2 separate regions of the Mus musculus genome follow, and region 2 is linked to region 1. Evidence: chromatin contacts called from public Hi-C data. All regions are on one chromosome and are shown on one strand. The core of a region is the stretch at or near the end of the contact, and the rest is flanking DNA. Distances in the headings are between cores, read along the strand shown. Region 1 overlaps Med12l (mediator complex subunit 12-like). Region 2 holds the start of P2ry12 (purinergic receptor P2Y, G-protein coupled 12).

Evidence for each region. Hi-C and Micro-C count contacts between places; a contact is called where the count stands out from the background.
Region 2: a Hi-C map of CD8 T cells shows a contact between it and region 1, with 1.7 times the contacts expected there. The contact joins the promoter of P2ry12 here to the enhancer-like site in region 1. A contact is called at or near these places in 8 of 39 promoter capture datasets (the 3T3-L1 cell line, the C10 cell line, the HPC-7 cell line and 4 more), 1 of 15 datasets of contacts at CTCF or cohesin (CD8 T cells), 8 of 484 Hi-C or Micro-C datasets (B cells, CD8 T cells, DN3 thymocytes and 5 more), 4 of 115 datasets of contacts at active chromatin or transcription factors (CD8 T cells, the HPC-7 cell line, large pre-B cells and 1 more) and 5 of 9 other capture datasets (adipose tissue, embryonic stem cells, liver and 2 more).

Annotation. Positions count from the first base shown.
Region 1 is chr3:59,173,294-59,178,213 of GRCm38.p6, reverse strand. The region is part of intron 15 of Med12l (mediator complex subunit 12-like); the gene reads right to left. Among named protein-coding and RNA genes, the nearest start is that of Gm51434, 19 kb to the left of the region's middle. Within about 2 kb of position 2,768, at least 29 of the 459 cell types and tissues checked have an H3K27ac peak or open chromatin away from gene starts, as enhancers often do. A contact at or near this core is called in B cells, CD8 T cells and Th1 cells, where this site is marked.
Region 2 is chr3:59,260,053-59,264,972 of GRCm38.p6, reverse strand. It overlaps P2ry12 (purinergic receptor P2Y, G-protein coupled 12), which reads left to right and starts at 1,988. Exons shown (of 5, transcript NM_001357008.1): 1 at 1,988-2,199. It overlaps Med12l (mediator complex subunit 12-like), which reads right to left. Exons shown (of 44, transcript NM_177855.3): 32 at 4,140-4,229; 33 at 2,990-3,099; 34 at 2,628-2,763; 35 at 1,687-1,848; 36 at 1-51.

The DNA of each region.
Region 1 (4,920 bases), core at 1,519-4,018:
TTTGCCAATAATGCACTTTTGAATGACTTTGTTCCTCAAAGTTGTATGGGTACTGCCAGAGGGTCACATATGATTTCGTATGTTAAAAAAATATATTGCATTTATTTTTCGGGGGGGAGGGGATGGGATTTGTGCATGCTACCGTGCGCACGTGAATGTCAGAGGGCAACTTGCTGGAGTTGGTTCTCTCCTCCCAACATGTGGGGTTTAAGACTTACCTCAGGTCCTCAGACTTGGAAACAAGTGCCTTTATTAGCTGAGCCATCTCTCCAGCCCATGTTCTATTTTTAACACGGTACTGTGATCTGCAGCAAACATTAACAGGAAGAGTTAAGATATGCTTGCTGATGAAAAGACACGGTATGACAAGAAAGATGGTTCAGTGGGTGAAAGAACCTGAAATCCAGATGAAGTTGGGCATGGTAGCATGCCCCTGTAATCTCCAGTCTCCTACAGCAAGACAGGAGACAGAGACAGAAGAATCTCCGGAAACTACAGCCCAGCCAGCTGGGCACATGCAGCAGTGAACGAGAAGGGCAAACACTCAAGGTTGCTCTCTGACCCTCATGTGTATGCTGTGATGTGCATACACACACACATACACACACACACACACACACACACACACACACACACACACAATTATTAAAGCAGGCACTATATCAAACAGATAAAACACATGCATATAACTGACTACTTCAGTTACGTTCTAGCAAATTGCACAATTCTGAGGCTTGAGCAAAGCCGAGGGTTCAAGAGCAGCAGCACCATGACCTCCACCATTAGGCACAGAAGCAGTGTAAAGGTCCAGCCCACTGAGGAAACATGCCAATTTTAGCAGAGGACTTTGTATGTAAGGAGATAAAAGATCTGATAACTTTTATCAAAATATTACTCTCTCAAGATCTCAGCTCCCTAAACAAAATGACTCTTCAGGCAAGTTAATTTTTATAGACCGTGTTTGGTCACTGGCTTAGTTAACCCCAGCACCCAATGTGTGATACTAAGTAGGTCAACACTGTTTTAGGTCAGGGGCTGAGAGCAGATGGAAGACTAAGGCCTCCTGCTGCTTTCTGCAGAATAAGCAGGATGAGACTCAGCTACCTTAACATGAAGGAAGAACAACAATGCTGCGGGAAAGTCCTTGGGTCCAGCCTCTCCTCTCTCCCTCTATCTCTTTACCACAGCTCGGTGCCTAGTCAGAGCACTCAGGAACAACATTATAAGCTTCGGTACTGGGGGACATTGTTAAATGTCCTCTAGAACCTCGGGACTGGAAATGACTTCCTTCTTCCATCAGCCAGTTCTCTGCAGCACTGCAGCCCACCAGGGTTTCTAGACCAGGCTTCAGCTCAATTGTGATTCAGGCTTCAACTCTAAGCCTTTTAAAATTATGTTAAATCTCATTTGCTCTCTCTAAGTTGGCTACCCCTGTGGTTATTGGGCACATTTAATGTGAGGTGGGTCTTACTTCTTGGGAATGGTATTGTTAAATCAGTGGCACAACTCCAAACATCGACTTACAAAAGAGTGGTCGGACCATCCTCAGTTAAAGAAGTCAGATTATAAAATCTATCTAAATTGCAGCTCCTATTTTGCATCAATACCCCAAACCGAGTTAGCCAGAACCAACCCTGAACAACTTACAGATTTACAAGAAGAGGTGGAGAGCAGCATACAATGTTCCCACTCAAAGTGGAGAAATTATAAATTCTGTTTGATGGCTTTCTACAGTAACCTCAAATAGGAAACAGAATATTCCTTGGGGCTTTTGAGTTACATGGGTTGTGAAACCTTTATTTGAAATTGTTGTGAACAGAGAGATTTCCGATTTCAGGTGCTGGGTGTGGGAATATTTGTACACAGATGACAAGAGAGCTTCAGGATTTTCTATATTATAATCACAAACTCATGTTGCTTCATGTGCGGCCTCCCATGCAACCCGGGAATACGATGATGCTGTGATCAGTGTGCTGTGCTCCTGCCCTACAGCCTATCACAGGGTGGCACTTGTGCTATCATGGCAGACTTTAGAGCCTTCAGATTTCAGATTCTAGATTAGGGATGGATACCTGCCAAATGTGCAGGTAAAATTTTACAATACAGGAATAAATACCATATTCATTCTTTCTTAAATAGAGAAGTTTAAAATGAAATTTTAGTATTATTTTTAAATGATATTTGAAGAAACTGACCTCACATATAAACAGCTCAATTGATTAAACCACTTCATAACTTCTTATTTCCCATTATAAACACTATGCCAGTATTTCTTTATCAGATAAAGCTTCAAACACAGTGCCTAGAGAAACACATTAAATTAGATAAAATACTCAAGATAGAATGTGTGTGTGTGTGTGTGTGTGTGTGTGTGAGAGAGAGAGAGAGAGAGAGAGAGAGAGAGAGAAATGTACATGTAAAATTTATTGGCTTAAACTGTACAACTACAGTAGGGAAATATATTAGGGGGAAAAAAAGACAGGATGCATTAAAATCTGATGACCAATTCAATGTTCTAAGCATATCTATCTTTATCTCTCTCTTAAACACATACACTTAAACTCCACAGGAAAGCAACTAACAAATCAATAAACACTTACCTGGCACATGTTACACAAAAGAGCAATGTGTTCGACACTATGTAAAACAATCTTTAATTATTCCTAGTGGTCTGTGTCTAAAGGAAACACTCCTAAGAGGGACCATTCTGAAATCTGAACTGGAGACAAAGCAGCTGAGGCTGCCCTAGACCTCCACTACCATCTAGTGGTGAAGCCCATAAACCTTGTTTTCCGTGTCCTAGCCTGTCATGTTTGCAAGTATTTAACGTGGAGCAGCCTTGAGCAGGGCGAGGGAGAAATGTCTAAGAAGAGCAATCAGTGCCATCAAGAAGTTAACACAAGTTAACACATGTATGCAACAAGAAACAAAGACTAAAAGACTCAAGCCACCCAGGGGCTTGACAGAAGCACGCTGAAAATGCTGACTGCTCTCTCCAAATTAACAAACAAAATTTCCCAACAATAAATCAACTCTGTGCTTTTCAAACACTGCTGTGTGCTTTGAACATTTATGCTATAAGACAGACTGACCATCTTTTCTGTAACACAGAGAGCTGCCATGCTCCTTTCAGTTATATTTTGAACCACTGTATATTGTGTGCTTTCAATACCATGAAATGCACAGACGCTTCTCAGGTCACGTTTCCTGTGGACGCCCATCATTCTATCACACTTCCCTCATGGATCCCCAGAAGCCCCTAAACAGCTGAAGTCATCTGGCTGAGTGCAATCACCCTTCACAAACTTCAGTTTCACATCTCAAACTGTCACTTGTCATTCTCTTGAGGTACATTCATCCTCTGGTGCTCGGTTCTCCCTTCAACGACCTATTTTGAAAACACCCTCTGTTCTTGCTGGTAAATGGCAATGCAGGTATCACAAAGCTTTAGTTCGAGTGTCAAATACTTTTCTGTTGCTGTGATAAAACATCATAAGCAAAGAAACCAACAGAGAAAAGTGTCAATATCTGCCCCAAGTGACATACTTCACCAGCAAAGGGACACCCTCTAGACTTCCTCAACAGCACCACCAACTGGGCCCCTGTGTCCCAGTGCTGAATCTGCAGAGGACATGTCTTACCCAAGTCACCACTGTGGGTATGCATAAAAATAAACTTCAGTGTGAAAGATAAATTCTGTATTGATAAATGCATTTTTCACCCATGGGGAAGGTCAATGGCTTACTAGCCACAGGAAGTAGGGGACAAACCTTTACTGTGGAAGACTGCCTCCTATTTTGAATATACCAATTGCCAAAACCAGCTGTCAAGCAATAGAATGATAACACATACTCCAGTTTTAAAAGATTTCCTCTAGGGGTACCGAAATCTATAACAAGACACCTGGTAGAGGTTCCTGAAAAATTCCAGTCAAAGAGAAGAACATGTCTGGGGTTTAGGTATTATGGAAACCTGGACATGCTACTGCCAAGTCCTAGTGCAAACATGGATCAGTGTTCAAAGTAATAAACAAGCATCTTTTTAAATCCTGTTGTATAATCATAAAAGTGATATGAAGAAACAAATCAACGAAGTGGTTAGTCAATTCCAAAGTCCGTGCTATTTACAAGACTGTACAACCTTTCCTTGAATGTGGTCAACGGCACCATCATTCACCTGAGACTGTCCTCCTTTGTCCTCACTGCCATTAGGAGCCTCTATGGGGAAGCTTCCAGACCACCCAGGACCCATGGAAAAGCCAGGCCTGTACAGAGCCTGACCCTGCAGGCCTAGTTTAGGCCTGTGGACAGCTTTCCGGTCCCACAGAGGAGCAAGGGTTCTGAAACTGAGCAAACGTGGATCCTGTTATTTAAAGCCATGACTTGCAGCTGATGGCAGCTACAGACAGCACCACATCTGATGTTGATCGCTGCCATGATTTCTCTGCTTCTGCCTGCCTTCTACGCCCCCACTATGTACCCATTAAGTTCAAATCATTTATACTTACTGAGCACACACCCTGGTGTCAACTGTGTAGCCCAGTTAATCCCCACAGCCAACTCATAGGGAAAGAATGGTATTATTCCCAGTCAGAATATAGGTGACTAGCCTCAAGGTCACACAACCAAAAAAAGGCTATGGTGATATTGTACCCATCAATTTGTCTCCAAAGTGCTTAAGTCATTGAGAAAAAAAAATTTTTACTGCTTGGCTGCTTATATTAGCAACTATTATTAATAAAAGTGGATTATGAAGATATACAAATAACATCTGAGTTTGAGTTAGGAAGCTTATTTTTATTTATTTATTTTTTATCCCCCCCCCAAATTATCCTAAAATTTATTCTCAAAACTCAGATGCTTCTAAGTAAATGTCAGTGAGCTGCCACAGCAGCAGACATAGAAGAGAAACAGCCACAAA
Region 2 (4,920 bases), core at 739-3,238, 88 kb before region 1:
CTCAAACAGGTCCCATGGGGACACTTTCTGCTTCGTAGAGACCTGGAGACCCTGTGGGAAAAGAATGTTCTGTGACAACACAACCTGGCCTGTCCCCAACCCACAGGGCAAGCTTGAAAGCGTGCGGTTGGAAGGTTGGAACGAGCTAAGGGAACTCAGTAGACAGGAATGTTCATCTAAGCAGTGTGAACTGGGGTTCAGGACTTTGCAAGTTCAGTTCTCCAGTGCTCTGTACCACCTGACACTCCTTAAGGCATCTAAAAGTGAGCTAAAATATTTTAGTATAAAATGACATTCTCATTCAAGTATGTTGTAGAAAATATAATCTCTCAAGTATCCTGTAAAGTTGCTGTTAGAACCATCTCAGGAATCCATTATTTTTAGTATTATACAAGATTTAAAAGTCAATATATAGTCTGCCTCTGATGTATGAACTCAATTTAGTATATATTTCATGTACATGTATGTGGCTTTCTCTGAATAAAATTTTTTGGGAGAAAATTAATTACAGAAACAGGTACAACACAAATTAAGTCTTTCAATTCCAAGGTATCTTTACTGAATCCAGGTAAGGAATTCAATTTTGTTTCTGAAAAATAGCATGCTTTTATTTGTAATACTAATGGGTAACATTTCTTAGTAATTTTGCAAGTATACCTATTTAAAGACATTTCTCCTCAAAACGGCCAAGGTACCCCGCCCCCCATGTGAGCATATCTGTTTTTGTCTGTCTTCCTCTTTAAGTGTGACTTCTTCTGACACTACCAGTAATGTCACCACCCACTGCTGTCTGCCATGTGATGAAATCGTTCTCCTGAGTAGAACTCACATCTAAATGGCTCCTGGATGCCTTCTGAAAGAAGCCCAAGTCACCCTTATTGTGACTTCTGGTTTTCCCCTCCCATGGCCACACTGCTATGGCATTTGAGTTAACTCTGAATTCTGGTGGCATGGTTTTTCCTCTTAACAGTCACCTTTCTTGCCTTTCCTTAAACTTTCCCCACCTGTCCTATACTTTTCTGTATACTTAGTCCGTCAGGATGGTCTGTGTGTCCACTATTGTAGGACCCCTGTTCTGACTACCTCTGCCTGTGTGACTTAAACCGTTCCCCGTTGGTGCCATCATGACCTGACCTGCACGTCCCGTTGCATGTAAAAGTGCATCTACTTCCCCCTAAGGGCAGGGATTCCCTCCACCATCTCCATTGCTGCAGTGCCAATGGCTACTCAGGCTGGCCTTTCTGTTATTTTAAAGAACCTTCCAAAGCGTTGTATAGAAAGCAAATGCCCATCTAATACTGCTTCTTAGAGACTACGTAGTGTTGTAACACAAGTTTTACTAAATACTGCTTACTCAGCAAATGAAAATTCTTATCAGCACACATTTTCTTATATAAACATAGCTTGTTTCCTATCCTGATGTAAAATAATAATTTTATTTTACTTTTATTTCTTATGCTAAGCTGTTACTTAAGTTTTTGGTAGATTCTAGAAATGCCCTGAAGTCCAGATAAGCATTTTAATTGGGAGATCTTTGAAGATAATGGCTTTTTTCTTTTTCTTTTTGCAATGCCAATAGCTATTGTGCTTTGATGACAAAAATTATACCACTGAAAATTAAGAAAAGTCACTTGGCTTCTATAACTAGATATATTTATATATGTGGGAAAAAACATTTACTCTTGCCTGTTTTTTATCAATAGAGTCAAATCCAGCAATTTTGTTTCCCTTTGTATCGATCAAAGAACCCATGGGTTCACACGTGATGACATCGCAGGTCTGCTTTGGCAAAGGCAGCAACTGTCGAACTTTGTCAATGCTTTCTGACCTCTTGTCTCCTAGTTCTTTCTAGAAGAAAGAGGGGGGAAAAATGTAAAAGCAAGAGAGAAGTGAGGCAAAAATTCTGACTTTACAATGAAGCAAAAGCTAACAAGAAGGAAGTTCCCCAGTGACACATTTCCTTTTTTTTAGGGCTAGTATGTCTTTAGTCCTTAGCGCAGTCTATGGAACAGCTGCAAATTGGACTGGTGAAATGTTTCATTTCTTCTATTCAAGTAGAAAATCAGGGTGCACACAAAGGCAGTCTTGTTCTCCATGACAAATCAGAGTGCTGAAATGACAAAACGCCAGTGTCATTTGCTGTCACACAGCAGGAGCTGCCGCACGGACACTTTCCCGTATCCAGGGTCACAGTGCAAGGTAACCATCAGCTTTTTTACTGTAACGTCTTCAGATTATGTATTTGCAATGTCTATTTGCCGTTCATGTCCAGGACTGTTAGTGGATTTACAAATTCAATGCAGAGCTCATTTTTTTTTTTCCCACTTGCATGTGTAAATCCAAGCATGGGTTCAAAGGAAATCTGACACTGGAGTTTTGGTTAGATATCTGATAATGCATTTTTAAAATCCTTAAAAATTAAAACACATTTTATTTGAGCACACCTTTTCAGAGAAAAAAATCGTTCAAATATCATGCTTGTAATTTTGAAGGACTGACAGAGTAGGTAAGATAACAAATAACCACAATCTGCTGAATCAGCTACACATGTAGATTAATGAGGAGGAAATTAAGACAATAATCCATAAACAACATGATTTCAGAGTAGAGGCTGATCACAAGCTTACTTTCAGTTTCTTTACTAAGTTCATGTATGCACGTTTGTTCTCTTCTGATCCCCCGGGGGAAGCACTTGATAGGTCAGAAGCCAGGGTTCCATTGATTAAAACACCCAGCATGTCAAGAACCGTTGTGAATAATTCACTGAGAAGAAAGAAAACCCCATTTTATTCTCACAAACAAAACCCGGACACACAGAATTGCCTAAGCATTTCTACTGAAAGTGCTAAGTTTTTAATGACAGCTAAATCAGTAAGTGGCAGAATTTCCTGTCAGTAGACAAAAGCTTGTACCATGCATGCATGCAGGGGAAAAAAAAAGGTATAAAATGATAAAAAACAAAATAAAACAAAACAAAAACCCAACATACTTGTTAGTGTGCATGTCAACAGTTCCCGAAGTAATTATCTGGAGGAGTAGGAGGGCCCAGTCGGTGGTCCCCTGCGTGCTCCGCTGTACCGTGTCAAACATTCCTCCTACCTAGCATACAAAATATGATAAAGATTTTGTATTGCTACCCCTATTACCATATGTGCCCAAATGTTGATTTGTTAAACCAGAAGTGATGTTAAGAACTGGTTCTTGCTAGCCACACTATGGATTATCCTACAACTGTCTCTTCTAGCTATGTGGTTATCACTGTTTATGGTTCTTTCCACAGAGGCTAGGCATTCAAAACTTAACAGAAAGTGTAACACTTGAATGTGGGCAGTCACAAAATTACCTTTCTCTTCTCATCAGTCTCTCATGGTACTTAGTTTTAGACATAACTGCAGTTAAACCTGAATAGCATCAAAACTCTGTCTCATCACCTGCAATTGTGTGATATTCGATTATTATTGCATCTGAGCCTGCCACTATAATATCCCTGGAGATGCCCTTTAACGTGGAAGGAATGAGGAGGAGAAGGTATTGCCACAGGTCTGCCAGCTCCTGGGAGGAGGTCAGAGTGCTGAAGGTGAGGTGAACAACTGCCCAGGGAGGTCAGATTGCCAAAAGCCAGAAAAGCAATTGCCCAGGGCACGTTCAGGATTTGTCAAGAGGAAATTTAAGGGAATACAAAACATGCTGAAACTTTCAGATTTCTGTAAAATATTCTTGTGAGATTTGTCTTTTTTTTTTCTGATCAATTTAACAGAATGTCTCTGAGAAAAATTGAGAGTTGACAGATTTCTGTGGTTGTAAAATAGAACACAGTGAAAGCCAACACTCCTATTAAAGGTTTGTCGGACCTCCCCTTAGCACTGCACAGGAGGAGGAGGAGAGATCTGCCAGATGGAGCCTCTACTCCCTGGTGGAAAACACAAATAGGTGCTTACAACTCTACTGTCTAGAATTCAACCCAGACAGGAAGGACGGCAGCTAAGGAAACAGAAGGTTTAAGAGAAAAGGAAGTAGGTACAGAGTGAGAAAGAGGAAGGCTTCCCTCTGTCATGCAGATTCTGTCCACAGATGTTGAAAGCTGGTATTACTTTCACACAGAGAGAGGTGTGACAGAAATGGGTCTGCCACATCCTTACCAGATTCAGGCGGAGCTGTAGGGCCTCATGCATCATCTGGCGGGCTTTCGTATCATCTTGGTATCTTTCTTCCCTCCAGTTACTTAAAATCTAAGATTGGGAAAAAACAAAGAGTAACAACAGAAATCCCTTTGTTCTTTGCTATGACGACTTTTACAGGTTTAAAATGAAGCTCTACAGTAACAGCTAACACTTCTTAGCTTAAACATTAACAAAGTTATTTTTTTTTTTTACTCTTCCTCTTCTTCCAGACAGACAAAATCCCAGTTATTTTATAATTTCCTGGGTAGCTGGGAGAAGAAAGTCTTACACACACACACACACACACACACACACACACACACGGAAAAAGGCCACACAGAAATGCCTATGGCAAGGACAAAGGGAGGCAAGGTGAACTGAGACTCGCAGAAAGGCAGAGCAGGTCTGCTTAACATCTGACATGGATCCTTCCAGGCAACAAAAGAAGGAAGTGCTCAGGCACCTAAACCAGGACACTGGCCCAGCCCAGAGCGGCTTGAAGGAAAGGATAAACCCACTGGAAGAGACAGCAAATGCCCAATCAGGAGTGGCTCTATCAGTTCAGCCCTGGCATTTGTAGTCTAGGTATGAAGAGAACCCTGAGTGCTTTGTATTTAAATGGCTCCCTCTGGAAGCTAGACAGAGAAAAGACCTGTCCAAAGTGTGGGTGTGGTGACAAAGGAAACCGAGTAAGCCTGGTGCCATTGTGCATGTTATCAGCTCTCATTTAATGCCACCGGGCAGGGTTCACCTGGCTTTG